Regions from separate parts of the Mus musculus genome. Here region 2 is linked to region 1. Evidence: chromatin contacts called from public HiChIP or PLAC-seq data. All regions are on one chromosome and are shown on one strand. The core of a region is the stretch at or near the end of the contact, and the rest is flanking DNA. Distances in the headings are between cores, read along the strand shown. Region 1 overlaps Ern1 (endoplasmic reticulum (ER) to nucleus signalling 1). Region 2 holds the start of Tex2 (testis expressed gene 2).

Region 1 (6,857 bases), core at 3,697-6,196:
GACTCTATATGTGCACTGTGACATACACACATGCATTCACAAACATGAATATGCAAACACATACCACACACACACAAAATTAAAAAAAAAAAAAAAGCTAATTTAGGAAGCTCTAAAAAGGCAGTGATGCTAACCAGTTTATCTGAATCAGAAATCCTGCAGTTTGTGTAAAGCTCCTAGGTGGTCTCACATAGAGAAGCAGGCAAGGACCTGGCTAAGAACCTCAGAATATACCAAGAAGCTAAATATTCTCACCGTCAGGCCTTCGTTGTTCTTGCCTCCAAGTGTGTACAGACTGCCATCATTGGGATCTGGGAGGAAAGCCGGCCTAGAAATTAAATTTAAAATGTCAATGATAAACTATAGCCCAGAACACAGAACAAAAGACCAAAATGATCAAAATCATGCAGAGCCATGGCATGGGGGGTGAATGAGTGAATGTGTGGAAGACAACATTACCAACTGCTTTTTTCACATCAGCCACATAAAAACAAAATACCCCATTGAGGTACATAGTCTACTTAAACAGAGAAAAATAATCTGAGAAAGAAAAGTCATTTACTGTGAATGATGACAAAAACGAAAAGGGCTTAGCAAATCTATTTTCAACTTCCATGTCCACTGTGCCTAGACATTGATAATATTTTACAGCAACAGTAGCATGCATCTCAGACCAAATCCAAAGTTTTATTTATTCTTAGAGAATTTCATAAATGTACATATGATGTTTTAATCATATCCACTTGCCACACCCCTTCCAACTACTCCTACACCTCTCCTGCCATGTATATGCACCCCACTTATGGCTGCTGGGTCTCCTAGGGCTGGGGATACAGAGGTGCATGCTGAATCCAAGGCCTCTGCAGGAGCAAGCAGCAAGTGCTCTTAGCTGCTGAGCTATCTCAGCTCCCCTCTTTTTAATTTTTAAAAAACAATCAATCCACTGAGTCTAATTAGTGTTGCCAGTATCTACTTGTCATTTTCAAACATTTATTTCTTAAGTGACAGCAATAAAAGCAGACTCTGAAGCCTGACATCAAAGAACATGTTAGGGATACAGATCAAGGTCTCTGTCTGTAGATCTCACAAGAAAACGAGAGGTTGATCATGGTCTGGTGCTAAAGATGGAACTCGAATTAGTGCCAATGAGGAATCCTTTTTCTAATCTCTTCTCAACTTGGGTTGTTCCATCATTTCAGGCTCTTACAGGTAACAATACTCCCTTGAATATGCATACACCCTAAGAACAGGTTACCTTCATCTCTCCTCTCTGTGATGTGAGACAGTGAACAAAGAGAGATCCAGAGGATGGAGCGATAGATGGGTTCGAAAGTTAGGTGCTGTCTACTCTTCTAGAAAATCCATATCCGATTCCCAGAACCCACATGGTTGACTCACAACTGTCTGTTAACTCCAATCCCAGGAGATCTGATGCCTTCTCTGGCCTCCATAGGCACCAAGTAACACATGTGATACATAAATATGCATCGAGGCAAAACAACCATACACATAAAACAAGCAAATAAACAAATAAATAAATTTTAAAAATGAATACATAAATAAGTTTTAAAAAGAGAGGCGTGGTGGTGCACGCCTTTAATCCCAGCACTCGGGAGGCAGAGGCAGGCGGATTTCTGAGTTCGAGGCCAGCCTGGTCTACAAAGTGAGCTCCAGGACCGCCAGGGCTATACAGAGAAACCCTATCTCAAAAAAACAAAAAACAAAAAACAAAAAACAAAAAAAAAAAAGAGAGAGAGAGAGAGAACCGGGAGCCGGGCATGGTGACACACGCCTTTAATCCCAGCACTCAGGAGGCAGAGGCAGGCGGATTTCTGAGTTCGAGGCCAGCCTGGTCTACTAAGTGAGTTCCAGGACAGCCAAGGCTACATACACAGAGAAACCCTGTCTCAAAAAACCAAAAAAAATAAAAAAATAAAAAAATAAAAAACCCTAAAAAGAGAACTGGACTTTAGAAGTTCAGTTCAAAACTCAATTTAAGTTCTATCTCAAGTCACTGGGCATTGTGGCACATACCTTTAATCACAGTGCTAGGAAGGCAGAGGCAGGTAGATCTCTGTGAGTTTGAGGCCAGTCTGGTCTACATAGTGAGCTCCAGGATAGCCAGGTCTCAAGAAAAACAAAAAACAAGACAAGAAGTCCCATTTCAATCAAACCTTTTTTTTGGGGGGGGGGGGGTGTCGAGACAGGGTGCTGGGATTAAAGGCGTGCGCTACCATGCCCGGCTCGCAAACCTTTTTAACATGACTGTCCTCTTCTTTACCAAGGAACAGAGGCTTCTATCATACTACATGGAGAATTTTTATGTGTCAAAAATTCTTGTTACAGTTTAAACTTGTGCATATATTTGTACCCAGCAACTAAATAAGACGGTAAGTCAGAAGGAAATACTGAGGAGAAAAGGAAACTCACTCTTCCACGTGTGTTGGGACCTGCAGGACTGGATCTGTGCAAAAGAACAAGAAGCATCATCAGAAGGGCTCGGAAATGTCAGGGCCCTGGAGGTTTTCCAGGACCAACTTACAAGATGTACCAACAACTAAAGCTGACCTCCACTGTGTAAGTCATGTGAGGACATTTCAGGAAACACACAGAGGCACAAAGGTACGTGCTTACAATTCTTACTAAGTGTACATAGTACAGTCTAAGGTACATAGTGGGCCGGAGAGATGGTTGGGTGGCTCTAAGCATTTGTTGCTACTGCAGAGGACCCAGGTTAGATTCCCAGAACCCACATGGCACCTCACAGCCATCTATAACTCCAATTCAAGGTGAACTGATGCCCTCTTCTAACTTCTGAGGGCACCAAGCATACATGGTGTGTGTACACACACACACACACACACACACACACACACACACACACACACACAGGTAAAACATTCATGCACAAAATAAATCTAATAAAAATTTTTAAATATTTACTTTTATTTTATACATGAATGTTTTGCCCACATGTATGTCTCTGTGCCATGTACATAAAAAGTGTCTGCAGAGGCCAGAAGAGGGCATTGGAAGCCTGGCAGTGGAGTTACAGACGGTTGTGAAATGCCATATGCATGTTGGGTATTAATGCCAGGTCCTCTACAAGAGCAGCTAGTGTTCTTAACCCATCTGGAGCCATCTCTCCAGTCCCCACCACAGGAATTTCTAAACACTGAATCATTAGTTTTTTTGTTGGGATACCTTCCATTAGGAAACACCACACTTCATAACTGATGCTAACTGGATAATAAATGCTCTTGCGGAGCTTATGGCAATCCTACTGGCTTCAGGTAATGATTTTCTTTGATCCACTAATTGTATTTCTATAAAATCTAGCTTAAAATAGTATAAAATACAAGAAAAGCTATTTGCACAAAGATGTTCACAATAGCATTATAAATTCTTTGATATGGTTAAATTATCTGTTTGGTGGAAAATTAAGGCCTCTTAAGAAGTCTAATAAAATGTTTCTTTTTGTTGGTTTTTTTATTTTGTTTTGAGACAAGGTCTGACTAGCTCTGGCTGGCCTTGAACTTACAGAAATGGCTGCCTCTACCTCCTGAGTGCTGGGATTCAAGTTCTACACTACCAGGCCCAGTGCTAATAAGCCTAAGTTTTAAGCATATACAATTTTTTTTGCTTCTGCAGTCATGTAGTCAGGTAAAAGGCACATCTACATAGGTTATAATGTAACAATACAGAAAACCTTCAGCACAACAGAAAAACACTACATGGAAAGATCCAAAGTCTAATGATCTTCTTTTTAAAAGTATGACCAAATTTCACTTTTTTTATTTTTCTCAAATTTTCTACAAGATTGGATTTTACTTTTTCAATTAGAAAGAAATGGAGGTTTGGTTTTTTGTTTGTTTGTTTGTTTGTTTTGTTTTGTTTTTTGTTTTTTCCCTTCTCTGTTTACAGCAGTAAACTCTGGCCAAATTCTTCTCCTGGGCATAACGGAAGACCAGGCTGCTGATTGGCTGGGATGGACAGTGTGGAGAGGGCCTGAGTAGCAGGAGCAGGCTGCCACATCTGAAGACCTCAGGGAAGAGGCTGCACAGTGAGGCAGCACTGCCAACAAATGCCCACAGCTATAGAGCAGAAGAGAGGAAAACGTTTTAGCAAGATTTTGTATGCAGAGTTCTAGACTCAGGAGGCTCATGGTGACAGACTGCTGTCTGATCTTCTTGTCACTTGGGACTCGCCTGTGAAGTAGTCTTTCAAGCCTTATCATATACTGCCTGTGCTTACAACAGAGACACACACCAGATGTGCTGTGCAGGTAGCAAACAAATTCACTAAAGCAAAGGACTCACAGGAAACAGGGTGAACTTTCAGTCAGTAAGCACATGTTTATCTTTCCCATTAATCACCTCTCAGTACACTCTCACAAACAGACTGATGCAAGAGACAGGAAATAAAGGCATACGACACTCACTCAACTGAAATAAAGCAGGCAAGGTGCAATTAGGGCCCAGCATCTCCAACTCAGCCTCAAAGCCAGGCAAGCCACACAAGCCAGCAAAAGCAAGAATGTCAGACTCCAAAGAAAGCACAACACTGTAAAAAGCCATCTTTTTTGCTCACTTCAGCCACTTAATGGTGCCACAGGTAAAACAGAGGGCAGAGGTACTGCTAAAACCTAGCAAATATAAAAATAAGACATGGATGTTAAAGTGTTTGAATTCCTGCTCATAATTTGATCTTTGCTGTACAATGTCTGCTCAGTCTCATGGACTTCAGAGGCAGATTTTCCTAGCTTTTTATGGCTTATCTACTGGCTCTTTGATTTTATTTATTTATTTATTTTTTGAGGCCTGCACCATAAGATACAGAATATCAGTGGAAAACACAAGGTTCCCTCTGCCAACAACATCAGTGTCCCTCTACCAACAACATCAGTGATAAAGGAATATTCTTGCTTTCTAAGGAAAAGATAAACTTTAGGGGTGTGGCCATGTGGTTTCCTTTACACTTGCTATATACTCAGAATAACAGGGTACCTGGACACGTTTCTGCTAAGGTATAGACCAGATTAAAAACTCATTTATTAAGACACCTCTGACAGAAGCAAGCGATATGCGACTCAGCTTCTGAGGGGTAACAGCAGCCTGTTCTACAGATCCTTCTCTTCTTAAAGAACAATCTGATAGCCAGGCATGGTAATATATGCATGGAGTTCTAGCACTTGGAAGCATGAGGCAGGAGATTTCAAAGTTCAAGGCCAGCCTGGGCTAGTGAGACCTTATCTGGTGCAAGGAGAATCCAAGATTTGCTCGAAAATAATACAGAAAAGAGTTGTGTATGGGGCAGATTAGCACAAAGTGGCAGAGTGCTAGTAACTTGTTAGAAACAGAATCAGGGACACACAGTCTTTTCACTATTTTTTGTATATATGCTTGGAATTTCCTACATTAATAAAGGTTAAAGATGAACACTTTTGTGACCCTCAACAAAAACAAAAATAAACATGACTTGAAACCGTGATGTGATGAAAGATCAACATGGAAAGTGGTTTTTGATTTACTAATGACAACTATACATCAGGCATGATACTTGCTTACAAGTGTCAGCTGGTGAAAAGAAACCCTGGGCAACTCCAGGGCTGTAAGCAAACACTCCTGCAACACAGGCCAGGTAAGGAAGGGTAAATACCAACCTCACTGAGCTGTTTTACTTACAGAAATAATAATAATGATTTTTTAAAAGGAGGGTTAAGTGGGTATAACTCAAGGAAAAGATGAGGTAACGCTTTGGGAAAATAGCACTGAAAACAATGCTGGGTCTCTCCCAAGGTTACCCTGGGAAGAAACCAGCCTGCTCACTGCTGCCCTGGAAGGATCAAACTCCATCCTGGGCCAGGGCAGGTGGCACTGCTACCACACTGTGCTAATCTACTCTCCCTGGTTAACCAGAGACAGGACTGGGAGAGCAGATGCCCATACTTTCTCATCTGAGCTCATCAGGGCAGAAGTGTAAAAATGTCCCCATCTCCGACAGACAGAGTACTGTCTTGCTCCATCTGGAGGGGCATCTATAACCAGCCCTAACTACAAGGTGGGGGGTGGCCTAGGTCCCTACTTGGAGCTATTTTCTCAGAATCAACTGGACATTTGTACTAGGTGCTACCAGCACCTCAGCCTCTACCCTACAAATTATTCCCTCCATCTTTCACCGGAGACTGGCTTCTTGAGTACACTATATTTTTTTGTTTATTTTGAAAATAGGTTTTTTTCATATAATATATTCTTTTTTCAAGATTTATTTATTTATTTTATGTATATGATGAGTACACTATTGCTCTCTTCAGACACACCAGAAGAGGGCATAGATTCCATTACAGATGGTTGTGAGCCATCATGTGGTTGCTGGGAATTGAACTCAGGACCCCTGGAAGAGCAGTCAGTGCTCTTAACTGCTGAGCCATCTCTCCAGCCCCCCACCAACACCGTTTTTTTAAAGACAGGGCTTCTCTATATAGCCCTGGAACTCACTCTGTAAACCAGGCTGGCCTCAACTGCCTGCCTCTGCCTCCCGAGTGCTGGGATTAAAGGCGTGCGCCACCACGCCCGGCTCATATAATATATTCTTATCATGGTTTTCTCCTCCCTTATCTCCTCCCAGATCCTCCCCACTTTCCCATTCATCCAACTCCATCCTCAACCCCCTTTTTAGAAAACAAATTGGGGAGGAAGTATTATAGGAGCCAGATGGGTAAAGACCACCACAAGAAACCCCACAGAATCAACTAAGCTGTGCTCATAGGAGCTCACAGGGTCTGACCTAGGACCTCTGCACAGTTGTATAGCTTGGTCTTCTTGAGAGACTTGGAACAGTGGGAGCAGGGGCTGTCT
Region 2 (6,754 bases), core at 2,107-4,606, 170 kb after region 1:
ACTGCTCACTCTGCCACGTGACAGCATCAAGTGGTCCGGGGGCTCACTGTATGCCAAACACACCAATGACCTCACTTAACCCTCCTCATAACTGCCTATAAATAATCCACTACCACTGTCCATCTAAGCTAAGACCACTGACTATAAGACCACCAATATTTCACACACCTAAAAACGTCTCATGTGCCACACTGTAAGGCTCTGTAAATCTTGGCTGTTGTCATGAACACTACAGTGATACAAATTGCATTGTCTTGGTGTTGCGACGCCCGTGAATACTGTCTCGACAGGTGAAGAGACTGAGGTACACAAAGACAGCAATTTCCCCAAGGTCACCAAGCTGGTGAGCAGACACACTGGTGATGCAGTCCCAGAAAGCTGGATTACCTCTCCCCCAGACTTCCTAAGGACCACCCCCACCCCGCCCCAAAATTCCACCACACAGAGGCAGGACACCAGATGCTGACTGTTCACAGACACAGCACAGCAGCTCATTAGCCAGAGCCAAGCCTGACCTGTCATATGGACGCTGCCCTAAGTTAACTCTCGCAAACTCCACTTGGCTCCAGGAAAAGCAAAGCCGTACAGTACAATGGGAAAAGCAGGTCTTGGGTTCAAAAAGACCTACGACTTGAAAAAACACCTTTATTCAGCAGTGGCGCACAACTTTAATCCCAGCACTTGGGAGGCAGGGGCAAGTGGATCTCTGAGCTGAAGGCCAGCCTGGCCTACAGAGAGAGTTTCAGGACACTGTGTCAAAAAAAAAAAAAAAAAAAAGAAAAGAAAAGAAAAGGAAAGGAAAGGAAAGACAAGACAAGACAAGACAAGACAAGACCAAAGCCCCACCTCTTCAGCTCCAGTCAGCTTCTGCTCTGGGAGAGAATCAAAGAATCCAAAACCCCTGTGACCTCAACAAGCCCTAAGTGGGACTCTTAGAAGATACTAAGGGTCAAACCGGAGACAGAATTCCTTGAAGGAAAAAAGGAAAAGGATGGAAAGAAAACCTTGAGGGCAGCATTCTGCAATGATCTTCCTAATTTGTGAATTAATGAACTCGTAAGAAAAAGGGAAAGACAAGACGCCTAACATCAAGACACTGGCCAACAAACATAAAGATGAATATAATTTTGTATTGAACCTGACACAGAAACTGGCCTTTGAAGATTCAGTTTGCTATCAAAGTAATCTGAGGCAGAAAGATTTCTCCCTCTCTGTTTTTATTGAGTAACATTCTGTATATTTCTCTCTTCCTACTTCAAGGGCCTCAGAAAACAAGAGCTTTTGACTTTGATGGAACTCCTTCCTCCTCCTCCACCCCTACCACAGCCACAAAGCCTAGCAGATTCTAGCACATCACAGACTCTCAATAAAAAGTTATCAAATAAATATTTTTGACTCTGGGCAATGTCTTTGTTCATAAAATCCTACAGTTAGTCTTAGTGTCATCAGGCTGAGGAGATGGCTCAATTGGTAGCGGGCTTGCCTACCACACATGAAGCCCTGGCTTTGATTCCAACACCACACAAACCTGGTGTGGAGACGCAGGACAGAAACCCTAGCGCTCAGGAACTGGCAGCAAAAGGATCAGACATTCAATGTCTATCTCAGCTAGGAACAAGGCCAACCTGGGATATGAGAGACCTTTTCTCAAAATACATACATACATACATACATACATACATACATAATACACACATACTACATACACACACATAGGAGGTTGGGGGCAGCCTAACCTTTGCTGCCTTTCCTAGAAGCAGTCTAAGAACATAACCTCTAATCACATACAGTGGTCTAGCATCGGCTAGTGGTCTAGCATCGGCTACAGCTCTCACTTCTCGCCACTCAGCCCAAACTGTCCTTCCTCGCCTATCCTTTACTACCTGTCAGTGAACTTCATCACCTCCACGTTCTAATCTGAATCTCCTTGCTCATCTCCTTTCCTGAAGACACACGTACAAGGATGTGCAGTCCCCCAGAGCCCTCCTCTATCCCTCTCCAAGCCTTCATGTCCCCTCCCTGGGAGCCCAAGGAGCAAAGATCAGCCACACTCTGGCTTCATTCTCGTAGCCTGAAGACATTTATCTGTTTGGAAGACTCTGAAAAGATACTGAAACCATTTAAGGGTTGGGAAAAGCTAACAGAAACGTTTCTCACCGGCCAATAAATCCAGACCCTTCAAACTCCCTTCCCCAAGCGCCAGAGATCACTTGTCCCTCAGTTTCCCTTGTTATTTTCCACATACAATTCACTTTCTCTTTGGATTTAATCTAGCTCCTGAAAAGACAATTCCTCTCAATTGAGCAATGGTGTCAAGACATTTGGACCTCACACCGGAACAGGACACAACCTGTGTCTTCAGGTTGTCACACTTTTCCTTTAACTCTAAAAAAATATGTCCTCCTCATCTATGAAATCTAATGACAAAGTAAGTACTCCTTAGCTCTAAGGGGAAAAAAAAGAGCGAGGGTGTTTAACAGACTTTGCCCTTAAATTTGATGCCGTGTAACCATAACAACTGATGGTTTAGGTAACCATCAACCCACTGAGGGGCTAAGTTTTCCAAAAATCGTTTTTCAGTGGGGGAAAAACTCCCTTGCACCAACTCCCGCGCGTAGAGTCGGCACTCCGGAGTGGCATGTGGTGCAATGGAGCCGGCAGCTCCTGTCCCTGCATCGGTCCCCCGGTCTCCACCACCGTCATCTCCATGCTCCCAGCGGGGCAGCTAGCGTTAGGCCTCAGCCCAATGTCACTTGTTAACCTTCCGATCTCCCCGGTTTTTGGTACGCCGCCACCTCCCTTTGAAAGCACACAAGCCACCCCTCGGTCCCCGGTGTCCGCCAGGAGTTGGGAGAAAAACAAGCGAGGCGCCGACAGCCACTGACAGATTCGCGCAAAAGTAACCGCGCTCCTCCATTCCCAAGCTTCTCCCACGGTGGCCCAGGGGGCGGAGGACGGCAAGGGCCCCACGCACAGAGGTGACAAGTGTTTTCCTTCAACGAGCGTGTGAATGCTGCTTTCCCGGACCCACACCGAGCCGCGGACGCTAGGCTGGGACCTGACGGCTTGCACCTCCCGCCCCGGGGCGACTCCGCCCTGCCCGGCCCCCAAGCAGGGAAGGTCTCTCCCGGGGCCACCCATGCCGGCGTCCCGAGCCCTGGTAGTGTGGAAGGGACCGAGCCCCGCTGCGCCAACGGCTGCGGGAGCTGCCGGTGTCCCGTAGCCGGGCCACCCAGTCAGGGCCTGCTCCGCCCGTCGCCCCACCTGGCCCGGAGCGCGCTCACCCCGGATCCGCTGGCTGCCTCATCCTACTACACCGGCGCCCGTACTTGGCGGCCGCCGCGGCTCCTGCTCCAGCTCCAGCTCCGGCTCTGGCTGGGGCCGCCGTGCTGCTGCCCGCCCGCCCCCGGGCACCGGCCGTCCCGCCCCGCCGGCGGACCCGCCCCGCGGCCGCGGCCCCCACCGCCCAACCACAGGGCGGAGGGGGCGGGGCCAGCCGCGCACCAGACATGACCAATCCAGCCAGTGCCGCGCGCCCGCGACGGGCCTGGAGGATCGGCCAGCGATCGGTCAGGGCTGTTAAAGGGGCTGCGGCGCTGCGGACTGGAAAGAAGGGGAGGCCGCGAAAAACTGCGGGTTACCTGGCAGAATCCCAGTGGGAGGAGCGAGCGTTGCACTCTCCCAATTGAAACTGAGGCGCTTTCCCCAGCTCTTTGCATTTCTTAATTTCCTCTTCCTGCAATTTAGCAACAAGTGCCTCCAAGCCGTGAGGGAAACTGTCTGGCTAGGCAGATTCTTAGGAACAGAGGTCTTAGGAGGACGTCGGACTTTATCAATCCCTGCTAGTTCCAGAAACTGGATGTCTGAGCTCCTCCTCCACACCTGACCGTAACAACCAATCGCAAACTGATTAGTAGAATTAGCGCCTAGAATTCGTGTGACGTAAATATATCATATATTATGATCTTGGGTTTTTTTTTAATACAGGGTCTCCTGTAGACTAGGCTGTTTTCAGAATTGATATGTAGCTGAAGATAGCCTTGAACTCTTAGCCTCCTGCCTCTGCCTCTACCGCTATGACTATAGGCATACACCACTACACCTGGATAACATAAGTTTACCTTAGAGGGATCGTGTCTAGGGCCCAGATAAAGGAAGGTGACTTTTAAAAATGAGTTCTCGCTTAAAATGTGCTTGGAATGGTGGAGGCTATTTTTACACCCATCAGTTCCTTACAGGGTAAAGGGAGGGGTGGAGGGGGCAGAGGGTAGGCAGGTCCCGCAGGTCCCTCATAGCACAGGGGCAGGTTGTGAGAGTGTCTTTGCTTATCAACTTTGCCTTCTAAATGAGTGGGTCCCAAACTTCAGCATCAGCCCATCCCAGAGGACTCTAGCATGTCTCAACTTTGCAATGACTGGGTCTGGGCCGTTTATTTTTCAACATTCTTTCCCCAGGAGATTCCAGTAGGGGGCGCTCTGGGGGGGCATGCTTTTTTTTTTTTTTTTTGGTTTTTCAAGACAGGGTTTCTCTGTGTAGCCCTGGCTGTCCTGGAACGCACTCTGTAGACCAGGCTGGCCTCAAACTCAGAAATCCGCCTGCCTCTGCCTCCCAAGTGCTGGGATTAAAGGCGTGCGCCACCACGCCCGGCTAGGGGCCATACTCTTTCGAGTCTCTCATTGCTGTGAAATTAAAACTCAACCGGCGGAAAATAAAGCTAGATTCCTCTGTACAATCAAAATCCATGATATGTTTGGGAGACTTGCTAGTCAGTAAACCTAGAGACCAAAAAGGAGCTCAGACTGGCCCCCTGCATGTGACACAGCACGAACTGAATGTTGACGGGCTCTAGACGCAACAGATGACAGCTGGAACTCCTCCAAGAGGAAAGGCAAGGCTGTGACCTAGCACATAAGGAAGTCAGTCTTGTTCTCTGACCAGTGAGATAATGCATAAGCATTTAATGGCAAACACACCCTCCCATGGCCCGCACTAGGACCAGTCAACCCCAGAAGGACACCCTGCCCCTCTGAGACCACATTCCAATGTCATCATCCAGTCCTACTGCCTACCCTCCTGGCTGAATTCAACTTCTAGTCCTAGTGTCCCAGACACCTGTGTGACCCAGAAGTCTTTGCCCTGGATTTGGAGGCCAGCCCTTGTATTAGTCAAGTTTCACTGGGAGAATAGAATGGATGTCAGAGATACAGAAAACAATGGGGATTTATCAGATTGGCTTACACAATACAGTCAGAGAAGCTCAGGCCATGAGGTTGGATGAATCAGTAGGCCCTGTCTTTCATCAAAGGGCTGAGGGATTCTCGGTGAGAAACTGGTCTTCAGTCCGTGTTGAAAATTCAAAGACATTGGGTCCTGATGTCGGTGAAGGATCCCAGCAGCAGAAAGAGCATTCACCATCAAGAGGCCAAGACAGGCAGGCAAACCGCATAAACTATTCCCTCAGACCCCCTCCGATCTCAGCCTCTGCAGAAGGTTCCCCACAATCTAATCAAGAAGATCCCTCAGGGACTGGAGAGATGGCTCAGCGGTTAAGAGCGCTGACTGCTCTTCCAAAGGTCCTGAGTTCAAAACCCAGCAACCACATGGTGGCTCACAACCATCTGTAACAAGATCTGATGCCCTCTTCTAGGGTGTCTGAAGACAGCTACAGTGTACTTGCATATAATAATAAATAAATCTTTAAGAAGAAGAAGAAGAAGAAGAAGAAGAAGAAGAAGAAGAAGAAGAAGTTCCCTCATAGGTGTGCACAGAAGCACTCCTGGTTGGTTCTAGAAGGAACCAATCAACTGCTGAATGTAATGCTCTCTCTTGGAACTTGGAATCTCAGCACCAGGGAAGCTGAGGCAGAAGCTTACCCAAGAGTTTGAGGCCAGCTGGGTTGTATATCCAAACCCAGAAGAGAGTAGCAGGGAGACGAGAGGAGAGGGAGAAAAAAGGGGGTGGGAGAAAATCGTTGTCTCGAGAAATGAGGAATCTAATCAGAAGTACCTGTGTGGCGGGGCCAAGGTCCCACCATCTTGTGTGTCCTGCAGGCATCTAAGGTCTGGCGCAGAGCTGACAGCCCACCCCCCCAAGCCCACTTACATTCCCTTTTATGAATAAGTCTCTTAGAAAATTACCAAACTCCACCACAGGGACTTGAGGTCAAGGCGCCCTGGCTAACTGACACTTTTGCTTCTGTTAAGCTGTTAGCTTGCTCCACTTCCTCCTGCAGCTGCCAACGGGGATATGCATTTGGATTTTGGGTTTTTGTTTTGTTTTGTTTTTCCATTAAAAGCTCCCTGCCAAAGGCAGTCAGGGCTGCTCTGTGAGATCTGTTCTCTCCAGGCAGTTGCTGGTTGGCTTTACATTCTTAAATTCCAACTCTGATTTTGTCAAGTGGTCCTTGGGGTCTTTGCTCCACGACACCCAGAACTGCATGGCAAGCATGGGTTTCAGTGGTGACACGGCTTGAAGCTCTTCTTGGCCACTTGTCCCAAGCCATCATCTTAGAAGAAAAACAAGAAACAGTGACCGTCACCCTCCTTGCCTTCCACAAATATTAGACTGATCAGCTAACCATCAACATAACATCAAACCAAGAACAATAAGGTCTGGTGTGAATGCTGGGAAGAGCCCTTTTTTCATAGATAGATAGATAGATAGATAGATAGATAGATAGATAGATAGATAGATTATGTATATAAGTACACTGTTGCTGTCTTCAGACACACCAGAAGAGGGCATCAGATCCCAT

The links. HiChIP or PLAC-seq counts read pairs in DNA pulled down with a chosen protein or histone mark.
Region 2: a contact with region 1 is called in an H3K4me3 HiChIP or PLAC-seq map of the SCID.adh cell line, with 15 read pairs. The contact joins the promoter of Tex2 here to the enhancer-like site in region 1. A contact is called at or near these places in 6 of 39 promoter capture datasets (the C10 cell line, cranial neural crest, frontonasal cranial neural crest and 2 more), 1 of 15 datasets of contacts at CTCF or cohesin (large pre-B cells), 47 of 484 Hi-C or Micro-C datasets (B cells, CD4 single positive thymocytes, CD8 T cells and 36 more), 20 of 115 datasets of contacts at active chromatin or transcription factors (the 230-238 cell line, the HPC-7 cell line, the SCID.adh cell line and 12 more) and 3 of 9 other capture datasets (adipose tissue, liver and pancreatic islet).

Annotation. Positions count from the first base shown.
Region 1 is chr11:106,434,660-106,441,516 of GRCm38.p6, forward strand. It overlaps Ern1 (endoplasmic reticulum (ER) to nucleus signalling 1), which reads right to left. Exons shown (of 22, transcript NM_023913.2): 3 at 2,431-2,464; 4 at 256-328. Among named protein-coding and RNA genes, the nearest start is that of Ern1, 50 kb to the right of the region's middle. Within about 2 kb of position 4,947, at least 73 of the 459 cell types and tissues checked have an H3K27ac peak or open chromatin away from gene starts, as enhancers often do. A contact at or near this core is called in CD4 single positive thymocytes, the G1E-ER4 cell line, the HPC-7 cell line and 11 more, where this site is marked.
Region 2 is chr11:106,609,574-106,616,327 of GRCm38.p6, forward strand. Tex2 (testis expressed gene 2) reads right to left here and starts at 3,357. Exons shown (of 12, transcript NM_198292.3): 1 at 3,285-3,357.